2 separate regions of the Gasterosteus aculeatus genome follow, and region 1 is linked to region 2. A link is a contact called in public Hi-C data. All regions are on one chromosome and are shown on one strand. The core of a region is the stretch at or near the end of the contact, and the rest is flanking DNA. Distances in the headings are between cores, read along the strand shown.

The links. A called contact is a pair of places that touch in the nucleus more often than the background predicts.
Region 1: a Hi-C map of skeletal muscle shows a contact between it and region 2, with 4 times the contacts expected there. The contact joins two enhancer-like sites. A contact is called at or near these places in 3 of 6 Hi-C or Micro-C datasets (skeletal muscle and tail fin).

The regions. Positions count from the first base shown.
Region 1 is chr9:15,692,849-15,698,745 of fGasAcu3.hap1.1, reverse strand. No RefSeq gene overlaps it. Among protein-coding and RNA genes, the nearest start is that of LOC120824925, 19 kb to the left of the region's middle. Within about 2 kb of position 2,860, at least 2 of the 9 cell types and tissues checked have open chromatin away from gene starts, as enhancers often do.
Region 2 is chr9:15,633,624-15,638,847 of fGasAcu3.hap1.1, reverse strand. It overlaps lef1 (lymphoid enhancer-binding factor 1), which reads left to right. Exons shown (of 11, transcript XM_040187550.2): 11 at 2,697-4,152. Among protein-coding and RNA genes, the nearest start is that of hadh, 7.4 kb to the right of the region's middle. Within about 2 kb of position 1,302, at least 2 of the 9 cell types and tissues checked have open chromatin away from gene starts, as enhancers often do.

The sequences.
Region 1 (5,897 bases), core at 1,611-4,110, 58 kb before region 2:
TGGAGTCACTACAGAGGTGGAGGCCACCTGCTGCTGCTCTGCAGGCCCATTCTGCTGCAGCAGAAAACATACCAGCACTGCTTTGGGACCGGCTCATCAGGGCAGAGGTTACACACACACACACACACACACACACACACAGAGTGCAAGGAACCAGTGGCTTTCAGGTACGGATTTTCTTGACGCCTTCTATGAGGATGGGTTTTGCTTGATTCCAGTAAAGACACACTCACTGCCAGGAAACCCTGAATTTGACATCAGTTAACTTGCAAAGGCTCACCAAAATAATTTACTCTTGATATGATGAGATTTCTCTTTTTTTCTTTCTTTTTTTCTATTTGGCAAAATGTCTTAATCACTTTATAGAGTGATTAACCGAAGAGGTGGGACGGCAGCCACTGCGCGCACACACAGCACACAACACGCACAAACACACACAGAGCCAGACTTGTAGAGGCCCAAAGATAGCAGCAAAGCCCCCCCTTCCCCCAATACACACACACTCACACCTAATGGCACTACCAAAGCCCCCGATGATCTTTGTTGTGAAAAGTTAGCTCAGTCTCTAGATCCACCTTCAAGGTTCAGTCGGCCGCTGTGCTCAGAGAGGAGTTTGCGGGATGGAAAAGCGTTTAAGCTGGATTCTCAGCGGGGATCTCCGCAAAGCACGTCAGAAGAGAGCAAAACCAAGTATTATACAGCTTTCTTTGAAGAGTGGGAAATACCAGTTGTTATGTTTCCCCAAAATAAGCAGCACAAACTGTGGGTTTGTACCTTCAATTTTTCTCCTTGTACAAATAAAACTAAACATGGGGGCGACGCAAACACACACAGCCACATATGAGCGTGCAGGAAAACTCTTTGAGATTCAGGGGCCTCGTTGTGCGCATGAAAAAAAGCCTCAGTGATTTACTGTACTTGTACCCACACGCACACACACACACACACAGCAAACCACTTCCTAACCCTCCACCGCTAACTACAGCGCAGCCGCCTGAGAACAGTGTCCCTCCTCTGGCTGTTCTCTGTGTAATCGTCGGCTGGGCCGCGGCGGCAGCCACAGCGCTGCCTTGCTCGAGGGCCTCCGGTAAAACGAGCCAGCCACCTGTGAGTTCGGCTGGCTGGCCCGTTGCCAGGACAGAAAACCGATATGAAAGAGAGGACCTGGGAAGGCGTCGCACTCCAGTGCAAAGCACACACACCATCACTTGCACACACACACACACACACACACACACACACACCAAAGGAGGGATAATTCCCTTGGCCACATGAAAGCGGGAGGCGGTGGGCAGAACGCCAGGCAGCGCTACCTGGAGACAAAGGAGCAGCACCTCGGGGGTGATATTCATCTTGGATTCAACATGCTGATGGATCCCGCCTGTGAAGGGGGAGAGGCGGACTGTGTGTGTTTGTGTGTGTGTGTGTGTGTAAGCAGATGAATATATTTGAGCCTGCAAGCGATGTGCGCTCCCAGCATGCAGCAGCTCCGTAGTCTGCAATTAATCTCTCCGACATCAGGCCTCCCCCCCAGAGGGGGCAGGTTTCTCTCTGCTGCTACTGATCTACGCCGCGCAGCGGCCCCCCCGGGGGCGTGTGGGGGCGTTCTGGGGGAGCTCACCCAGGCCCACTCAGGCGGGAGGGGAGGGGGATCCACCTGAGACGCGAGCGGCGGCGCAGCTCACCTGGCTTGGCAGGGGGAGGGACGGTGTGATGTAACAATCGGTGTGATCGTCGGCTAATTGAGCGAAGGAAATGCTATTTAAGTCGCATTTATGTCACAACATGTTTGATTCCTCGTCAGCGTCTTCCTCTCTTGAAGCTTTTTATTCGGCTTTTGTCTGACCTCCTTGTGAAATTTAATGAAGACGTTATTGTAATGTGAAAACTTTGCCTCTCTCCGAAGCGCGACTTTGGGATCTACGTCAAACAGCGTGGTTTTTGCTTTGATGACGATGCATTTTGACATTATCTGATGGGTTTAAAAAGAGCTTTTTTGATAGTGTCTCAGCTGCTTTTTCTTCCCAGGGTCTGACAGCATCGGAATCACCAGGAGCGGAGGCACATGGAGGCACGTGTTTTTAAACATCAGCAGTGAAGTACAACGATGCAAAGATGCAAAGATTGCACATTACACTCACATTCAGAGTTGACGAGGCTTCAGAACAAAATCGTTATTTGATAAATGTAGGAAGCTAGAATAAGATCTCAAGCCCCCAAGGAACAACTGCTCCAGTTTGTTTGAGCTGCAACAAATAGTCAATTAATCTATTTGTTGATTACCAGAAAATATATCTACAACAACTTTGTCAGCTATTTGTTTATTGAGTGTTATTCTCCCAAAAAAACAAATGCTCCCCACAATGGACTTTTCTAGGAATAGGACTTTAGCTAATTATATTACTGGATTCTGGAGTGGTTGTTGGAGAAATGTGACATTCTGATTTTGTCAGATAAATGACGGATGAATAGATAATGAAAATAATCAATAGTTGCAGCCTTATTCAAAACGCAAAGACATTATGGTTTCTAAGACAATGGAATCCAGAAAAACAAGCTGAAACAAGAGATTTTCAAACTCTTTTCACAACAGATTTTTCTTTCAATACAATAATCTCTACAGCTCTGGCTTCACGTTGCATCATGACATGACATGACAACTGACACTAGAATCCCACTATCAACCGGCAGATAATCCAGCGGTCTGACCTCAACACCCCTCTGCGGTGAAAGGTCGGCATTACGGATTGAGCCACACAAACCAGCACCGGAAGCAAAAAGGAGGCTCCTCCCGCGGGCCCCTCGGCCCCCGCTCCCCGTACGGAACGCGGCCCACCGGCAGCTGCTGCCGCCAGATAATCCCGCGTTCACGTTTTTGCGCGCGCGGAGCAGAACGCGCACAGTGTCACTCCGCATCACTACAAAGGACCTGTGACGGGAGGATTACCGCGGCGGGGCCACGCGGCGCGTTTGGCTTTGGCGACGGGTTGGCTGCTGCGCACCACCAGCCTCTGTACCGGCCTAATGATGTTGTCTGAGCACCGAGGGGTGGAGATGTGGGGAGGCGGGGGAGGTGGGGGAGGGGGGGGCCTGTTACTTATCTCCACTGCTCCGCAGCATTTCTCTTAATTAAAACTCCTATCTGTGTCTTTGAAGTTCATAATGAGTCAGTTTGGTTACGCGGAGGAACAGGCTGATATTTACGCTGTTATTTCTCCACCTCTCGATTCCTCCCAGCGTTTCGACACCATATTGAATGTGCGCCGCCGCGCCACGTGCCAGCGCACAGGCGTGTAACGCGTTGTTGTGGCGCCTCTTCTTTAGTCATCGACGCGAAAAACAACCCAAAGGAGTGACGGTGTGGGAAATGAGGCCGGCAAAAAAAAAAAAGAGGGAGCCGGTGCTGCTGATTTTTCATTATGGGATGTGAATGGGTTTAATCTTATCACTGGCTGCTCCTCACAGCTTGTGCTGATCTCTCTCCCTCTCTCGCTGCACACTCGTGCTTTCACAGGCCTTTCAGATTACAGTCAAATATTACAGCCCGTGACCAATCTCCAATTAACCAAATGTTGTCGGGGTATAGTATCACCCTTGGCTCCTTTTCATGCTCCTTTAACGCCTTTTCAAGAGGCTTGAATATTTTTCACTTCTGCGCCACGAAACATCATTCTGTTGAAGCCTTCTTGCTCCGCACCGATGGGAGCTTAACCTAAATAAATCAGTCTCCCTGTAATGTATTCCTAAATCGGCTCGGAATTAATTGAACCTCAAAATTGTATTCCAATCAAGTAAATTACCGCAGCGTCGCGGCTTTGAAAGGCTGACCAAGGAATTTTGGGGTCTCTAATTATCCAGCGTTAGATGGGCGGATCTTTGAACGCGGTGGGTGTTGTTCGCCTGTTTTTCTCGTATTCCTGTCAGCGCGAGCTTCGGCGGCGGCCGTTGTGCCACTGTCGCGCCTCTGCGAGGTGACGTGTGTCCGGCTGCAGGAGGCGGCTGTGGTGGTCAAAGGTCAAGAGTTGTTATGACAATATCATGCACATGCCTAATAGGACATAATACAATACATAACATTTTATTTGGACCGACATGGATGCCAAGGCCACAACTCACCACTCTATTTTTTTTATTAATCTCGATCTGCCCCGTTGTTTTTATGCTCATAGGCTGCCTGTGTGCCCGTGTATTGAAGCAAACAGGAAAATAATTAGAGGCTGAACATCATGGGGGAAGAATAAATCTCGGAGAAGCAGGCGGGCCCTGTCACGGACAACCAAGATGCAAACTGCTCTGCCAACATTGGCGCTGATGAATAGATGGAGGCCTCTCTGCCGGGGAGACTATAAATGTTTTTACAGTGTGTGCGCGCCGATTTGTTGACCTGCACCCGTTTTGTTTGCAAGCAAACACCAGCTTTGTACAGTCTGCCTTCGCTTGTCTTTTAGACTTCAGTTGGCACCTTCTCGCTTTTCATCCGCGCACAAGAAATCCGCACCTTCTTTTCTAGATTCCTTGAAACTCCAGAATACAGAAGTTTTTCCTCTACCCACCCCCCCCCCCCCCACACACACACACACACACACAACCCCCCCCCCCCCCCCGAGTGGAGAGAACTTCAAACAAACACGCAGATAGTGTAAAGCACGTTTGATGTCAGCAGGGACAAACATTGCAGCGAGGACTGACAGTTTGGAGACGGTGTGTTCCGAGAAGCTCAATGTGAGAGAAACAGACACAATGGGCGGGGACGGACAACATATACGGCAATATTCTGTCTTTGTGTTCATGTTCATTCATACTTATATATATATTTATATGGTACAGTTGTTAAATACATCTCTTGATTTTTTGATATATTCCCTTTTCTTAATTCCTTGAATATTCCTTGTTATTGTATGTACTGTGTTTTTGTAATAGAAAGCACATGTAACCGGAGTCAAGTTCCAAGTATGCATAAGCATAAGTATACATGGGGAATAAAGCTGATTCTGAGTCTGAAGACTGATGGCTGTGAGAGTTTCTGGACTTTCTGGCAATCGGTTTCCCGTTTGAACTGGTCCATAATGTGGAGTTCTGTGGCTTTTTGATTCCTAACTTAATTGTTTCCCATGACTTTTACTCTGCTTCAAAGTCATATTTAATCACTTGTAACCGCTGGCGCGTCATATTTCACTTCTCAAACTGCCGATTGTGTGTCATGCCGCTGTAAATCTACAATATGCCATGAACACCCCATGAAGACTGTATTTATTATTCCCAACAAAAGCAAGAAAGAGCAAGAGTCAAGAAATGAAACATACACACAAACTTTTACAGAGCATCACTTATTATTTCTCCACAGGAGTATCGATTGGTTTCTGTCCACTGGGGGGCAGCAGAACGAGCCGTGAACACTACACAAACATATTACCGCCTTTAGTTTTACAAAGCCAATCGTATACTTACACCTTTCAGACACAGAGCATTAATAGCATTTCTACTACCTTTATGAATATAAGTCCAGTATTCTCTCTCCTCTTGGCTCCATCATTGGTCTTTACTGAAGCAGGAGTGAAATATCTGCTGCTCTTCAGCGGCTGAAAGCTTCCATGTGTTCACCATCTTGTCACAGCCTTTGTCTGTCGGCCGCTTGGTGCGGTGCGGCACTCACACAGTGGGATTCATGTGCTTTGTCACTGGAGCGGTGGGAGGGGACCTTAATCATAAAGGGAGGCCTTTCATGTAAACTGCCGTATAGTTTCTGGCACGCAACGATGACATTTCTTTCTCCTTTTCTATCTATTTTGGGACTAATAACGTTGGGGATGGCGTTTTCCTTGTTAGCCTTTCGATTACCAAGTCCAATTAGTTACAGCATAACATATTAAGGACCATTTTAATCAGTAGGTAAGCTG
Region 2 (5,224 bases), core at 53-2,552:
GTGCTGCTACAGATGTATTTAGAGGAGGCTGCCTTGAAAACCGTGTCCCCAAAACCAGCTGTGTGTTCCAGGCCGCGGCCGCGCCAACACAAACCGCCGCACGAGACTTTGTTCTAAATGTGGGGACAATTATACTTTCTGGAGCTGGTCTGAGCCGGACTGGGCTGACCTCGCTGCATGATGTAACGGAGTTATGGCACGTCTTGTTCCCTGGATCTCAGGTTGAGATTAAGAAGGGAGGCATCATTAATATTCCCATCCGATTTGAACCGGTTCCGTCCGAACACACGACGGTCATCAGTGATGGTTGTTGCAACTCAGAGTCAGAATCAGAAGCCATTTATTGCCACGCGTGTTACACATTGAGGAATTAGACTTAAAGTATTGGTGCAATGTGAATTGTACTTCATCCTTGTTGGTGTACAAGTGATACTAGAAAATACTAAAAAAGTTAGTGTGAACCTTTTCGCAACCTCGACCTGACCGCATTGTACCTTTTGGTAACGTTGTACTCGTTACGTCAATCGTTGAGGAGTTTGTGTCTCCCCTCCAAATAAAGTTAAATCACGTGACTGTGACTTTCTTTTGTTGCCCAGTCAGACTTCTTTCTGCGATATCACCATGCTCCCAACTGTCATAAGTTAAAAAAAAGGATGGCCATATCTACAAAATGAAGTGTCCGTCTCTCAGTCTTTTCCCTGACTGGCTGTAGTCTCTGCCACGGTAAAGCCCTCCTCTGCTGGAGACACCTCTCCCCACTCCGCTTATTTTTAGAGTGATTTGTCAGCGGTGTTTTCCTCTCTAATGGCACCAAAAGAAAGCCCAGAGCTGTGAGTAAAGGGCGAGCTGAGGGGGGGGCGTCGGTGGGTTTGGAGGTTAGGGGGGCTGCGAGGCAGGCGGGCCTCATCTGCGGCCGCTTTGATTTTGGCCTGGGAGGTGAAAGCGGCGATTGAGACGCGAGCTTGTGCCAGTTATCTTAACCTCCCACACTTCAAAAAGCTCGGCAGGAGCGGGTCCGACTCCTCACCCCCCCCCCCCTGCTGCAGAAAAGGAGAGAGAGAAAAAAGGGCGTTTGGGTTGTGTGTGGGGGGGGGGCTAAACTTTTGCTAGCTCTCTGAACAGAGGAGCGTTTCATTTCCTGCAAAAAAAAAAAGTCTAGGCGGCATTCCTGAGTGCTAATGTCGAGGGGAGGAGGAGGAGGAGGAGGAGGAGGGGTCAAGTTGCTCCTGAATCCCAGTGTTTGTGTCGGCTGGACCTTGTGAAGAGCTGGCCCGGTGGCCCCCCTCCAAAACCCCCGCAACCAACCACCACGCAGTACACATCCCTGCTGTTACCACCAACCTTTTTTTTTTTTGAATTGTGCGCACACACATATACACACACACACGCACACACACATACACACGTGCACTTTCTCGCCCGCAGACCCTCGGGCCTCTTCCCCTGGCAGGAAGGCCAAAGCTTTTCATGTCTGTGGAAGGAGGGGGGGGGGGGGAAATGCTCCCCAGGAAACAGGGTGCAGTCCCGGGCGTGCGGGTCCGCTTTGAGATCCCGGGATGAAAAGGCGGAGGTGAATAAAAGCGACAGCCCCCCCCCTCCCTCCCTCTCTCTCTCCCTCCCCCCCCCCTCTCAGGCTCCACTTTGTGCTGCTGACGGGTCACTCTCCTCCCCCGTCCCCTCTCATCCACATGTGGTGAAGCAGGGTGGTGTTAAGGTGCAGCGAGCGGTGGAGGATCAGCTGACTTGTCTCCTACAAAGAGACACCAGAGGAAAGCAAAACAGATTCCGCTGCTTTTCCTTTTCCTTTTCGTCTCTACAAAGCATGGCAGGAGGCAACCATCCACCTCTGCCTCGCCTGCTTTGATCACATATTCCATTTGATGCCGCTCGGCTCTAGAATACCTCTCCTCGGCTTGTCAATAACTGAAGCTAACTCTGTTATGTTAGCCCGAGCTCACATCACGACAGCGGAAAAGAGCACTTTTGCGGCGTGACAAACCATTCTGCGTGAGTCCTGTGAAGTGGATCGAGCAGGTCGGGTAACAATCTGCACCTGAACGACGTTGGTTCAGGTTACCAATTACCAACGCGGCCCCCGTAAAACTGTGCTCGTTTAACCGGGTCGACGCAGCCATCCTCCCGTGTGGAGAGTTGCTTCCCCGTCTTGCTTTCCCATCGACCACCCGGAGCGGCAGCCTCAATGTCGGCCAGAACAATCGGGCAAACGCCCCCGAGAGAGGGGAGGTATGAGTCAGTCAGGGTGGGGGGAGGGGCCAAGACCAGCGCAGCACTGCCAGCTGGGTCACGGCGACCCCGCGTTGGACTGGATCAAAGCTGGGCCCGGCCCACATCCTGTCACCGACCTATGACCCCTCTGTAGCTCGGCTCGACGCAGCTGCAGAGGCTTTCCTTCAGTCAGCTGTAACACTGCGGCGATGTACGGCGGATACCGATAGAAGGCGTGGCCGGTGAGGACAGGTGATCAGCCTGAGTCACTCTGAGTCGTCGCGACGTGTCCCGTGTGAGTCGAGGCGGCGCGTGGGACCAGTGTTTCGGTGCGAGTCGCCGATGCGCTGCTCATTCTTTTCCTTTTGTCGGTATACAGATGCAGTGACTTCATAGTTTGTTTGGATTTAAAAGTCTTTCCTTCTTTTTTTTAACTTTGTCTTTGTTTTTGCTCTGCTTTTCCCTCCCAGGAGGAAAACGGGACAATTTCTCCACATGCAAAGCGAAGGCAGCAGCTACGGGCCCTCTGCTTGAGATGGAGGCCTGCTAGGTTCCACGAAGACCCTTAAATCTCCCGTCTGAGGCCTCCAGTTCTCCAGAGGGCCGCACTCCCCCTCCACCCGTCTCTCTCCGAACCCCACCCAACCCCTTCGACACGGTCACATTGCCACCCCCTCCACAGAAAACCCTTCACTTGTTGCACTCTCCTCCCGTCCTGAAGGCGCCCACCAGAGAGACACTGAACTGAACAAGACAATCATGATTAGCTGGAGCACCCTCACGCAACCACCTTGTCTCACCGTAAAAAAAACAAAAACGACAACAAAAAAACAAACAAAAAAAACATCGATTTGTCGTCTGTGTTTCGTCAGTTCTCTTTTTACAATCAGCTTTGCCGCAATAGTCCCGATGCACCTCCACTGCACCGCCCAGACACTCCGACACTCCAAGTCACCGTAAGTTATTTGTCGCCTTGGTTTCTTTGTATAGTTCGTCAGGCCCACATCCAATCCCCCCCCCCCCCCCCCGTTCTCTCTCTCCCTCCCTGGATTTTTGAGACCATTTAGGGTTTTGCCCGACTGACCAAACACCTCTTTTTAGACTGCACTAAGGAAGCCGGAGGAATTTCATCTTGTCTTCGAATCGTCGAGACGCCATTTTAGTTTGTTTGTTTTCATTTGTTTTTCATTTTAGACTGAATTTGATTTTGAATGCTTTTTTTGTATCCTGAACCCTTGTTTCAATATCTCGGTGTATATTTTAGTGTTTTTTTTAATATTGTTTTTTATATAGTGGTATATATAAAATTAAGCTTTGGACACAGGAAAGCCATTTTTCTTGTTGAAGCATCTTGCAGAAAATTGAAACTTAAGGCTTCTTTTGATAACTATTTGTAACAAATAGTGACCTCGAATCCTTCTCAGATGTAAAATAATGCTCAGTATGTGTACTTTTTAAAACTGTCAGGATATGTCAATTTTCTTGGTATTTTTGCAGGCAACATTAGGACAAAGGCGAGTGACGGCTCAGAGGCCTATATTTTATTGTTCTAAAACATGACAAATGAAGCAGATATATATATTTACCCCAGCACTTGGCAGTCTTTCTTTTATTGCAATGGACCTTTGTCTTTTCTCTCTGGTAGCTAATAGTGTGGTCTTTAGCCATGTTGTTTTATTCCATGCAGGCATCTCTGTAACATTATTATGATTTTAATGCTCTCTTTTAGTATTAATTGATGAATTCTTTTTTTTTTAATTATCATATTTCGGGTCACTGTCATCTTGGTATAGCATTTTGCTTCCCAAGTGGTCACATTTGAACTGTTTCAACATGTTTTTTGGTAAGAAAAATAAAAAGGCACCATTGGCTCATTTGATCACTTGTGTGGTGGAAAGACGCGAGCTGAAAGTGCCAGATGTAGCAGTCTGTGTGTCATCCTTGGAGAAGGAGTTCATGCATATGTGGTAATGCTATATATTTACAAATGGTGTGAAGCAGATGAAACACATTCGATATAACATGTTTGACCTTGTGGAAACTAAGCTTAACCTCAAAACCCCCAAACGCTTGCGGCTACATTAATACTGTATTATTGTGGTGATGATGATAAAAAGAGATCTACATCATGTGAGTATAAATATCTTTTATCAGTTGGATCAGTTTACAGGTTGAGGTCTTTTCTCTGTCGCTCAATGTAAAGATTGTCTCTTGACTTTAAATAGTGTAAAACTCTTAAGATAACAAGTGAATATTGAATGTTTTTTATTAAAAAGCTAAGATCAGAGGCAAAGTTTATTTATAGGCAAGGCTGAATTGTGCCTCTGGAGGATATCATTCCAAGTAAAACAGCACCATCTTGTGTTCCTGCAGCCTAATAGGAACATTAAAAAGATTCCCAAAGGCATCTGACAAATGATTCATTCTAGGCATTGAAGTTGTATGTATACATTCCTAAATGTTGCCTTTGTTTCAAGCACAACCCGAAATATATTGTCCATCTCAAGTCTTAATTATGATAATAAAATACATCTTTAACATGTACCAATAGCAGAAATAGACCATTGAGTTAAAAAGGTTGAGTTTATTAAAGAGTACGTTGGGGGTACGTGTCCAGGTGCGGTCTTGTTTACGCCTTTTACTTTGCTGTTATATTTCAACTGTACTCAATGATGCATACGCAGAGATTCATAGTACAAGCAGGTGAAACCATTTTAATGCTGAAAGAGGAGAGTTTCTATAACGATTAATCCGGACACACGTTTATATGACGGTAGTGATATAGTTTAAATAATACGATTTTGGTGACACTGCACACTAAGAAAAGAAAAGTAAAAACTAAGTACATGACTTCTCAAACGGGCTCATTGTTGATATTACGGTTAAGTTAACTTAGTGTTGCGGTTGTTAAACCTGGATCCTCCATGAATTCAAGGTAACTTAACACACAGTGAGCAAAGATAAACAAATTGGTTAATTTAAATTTAATATTTGACCT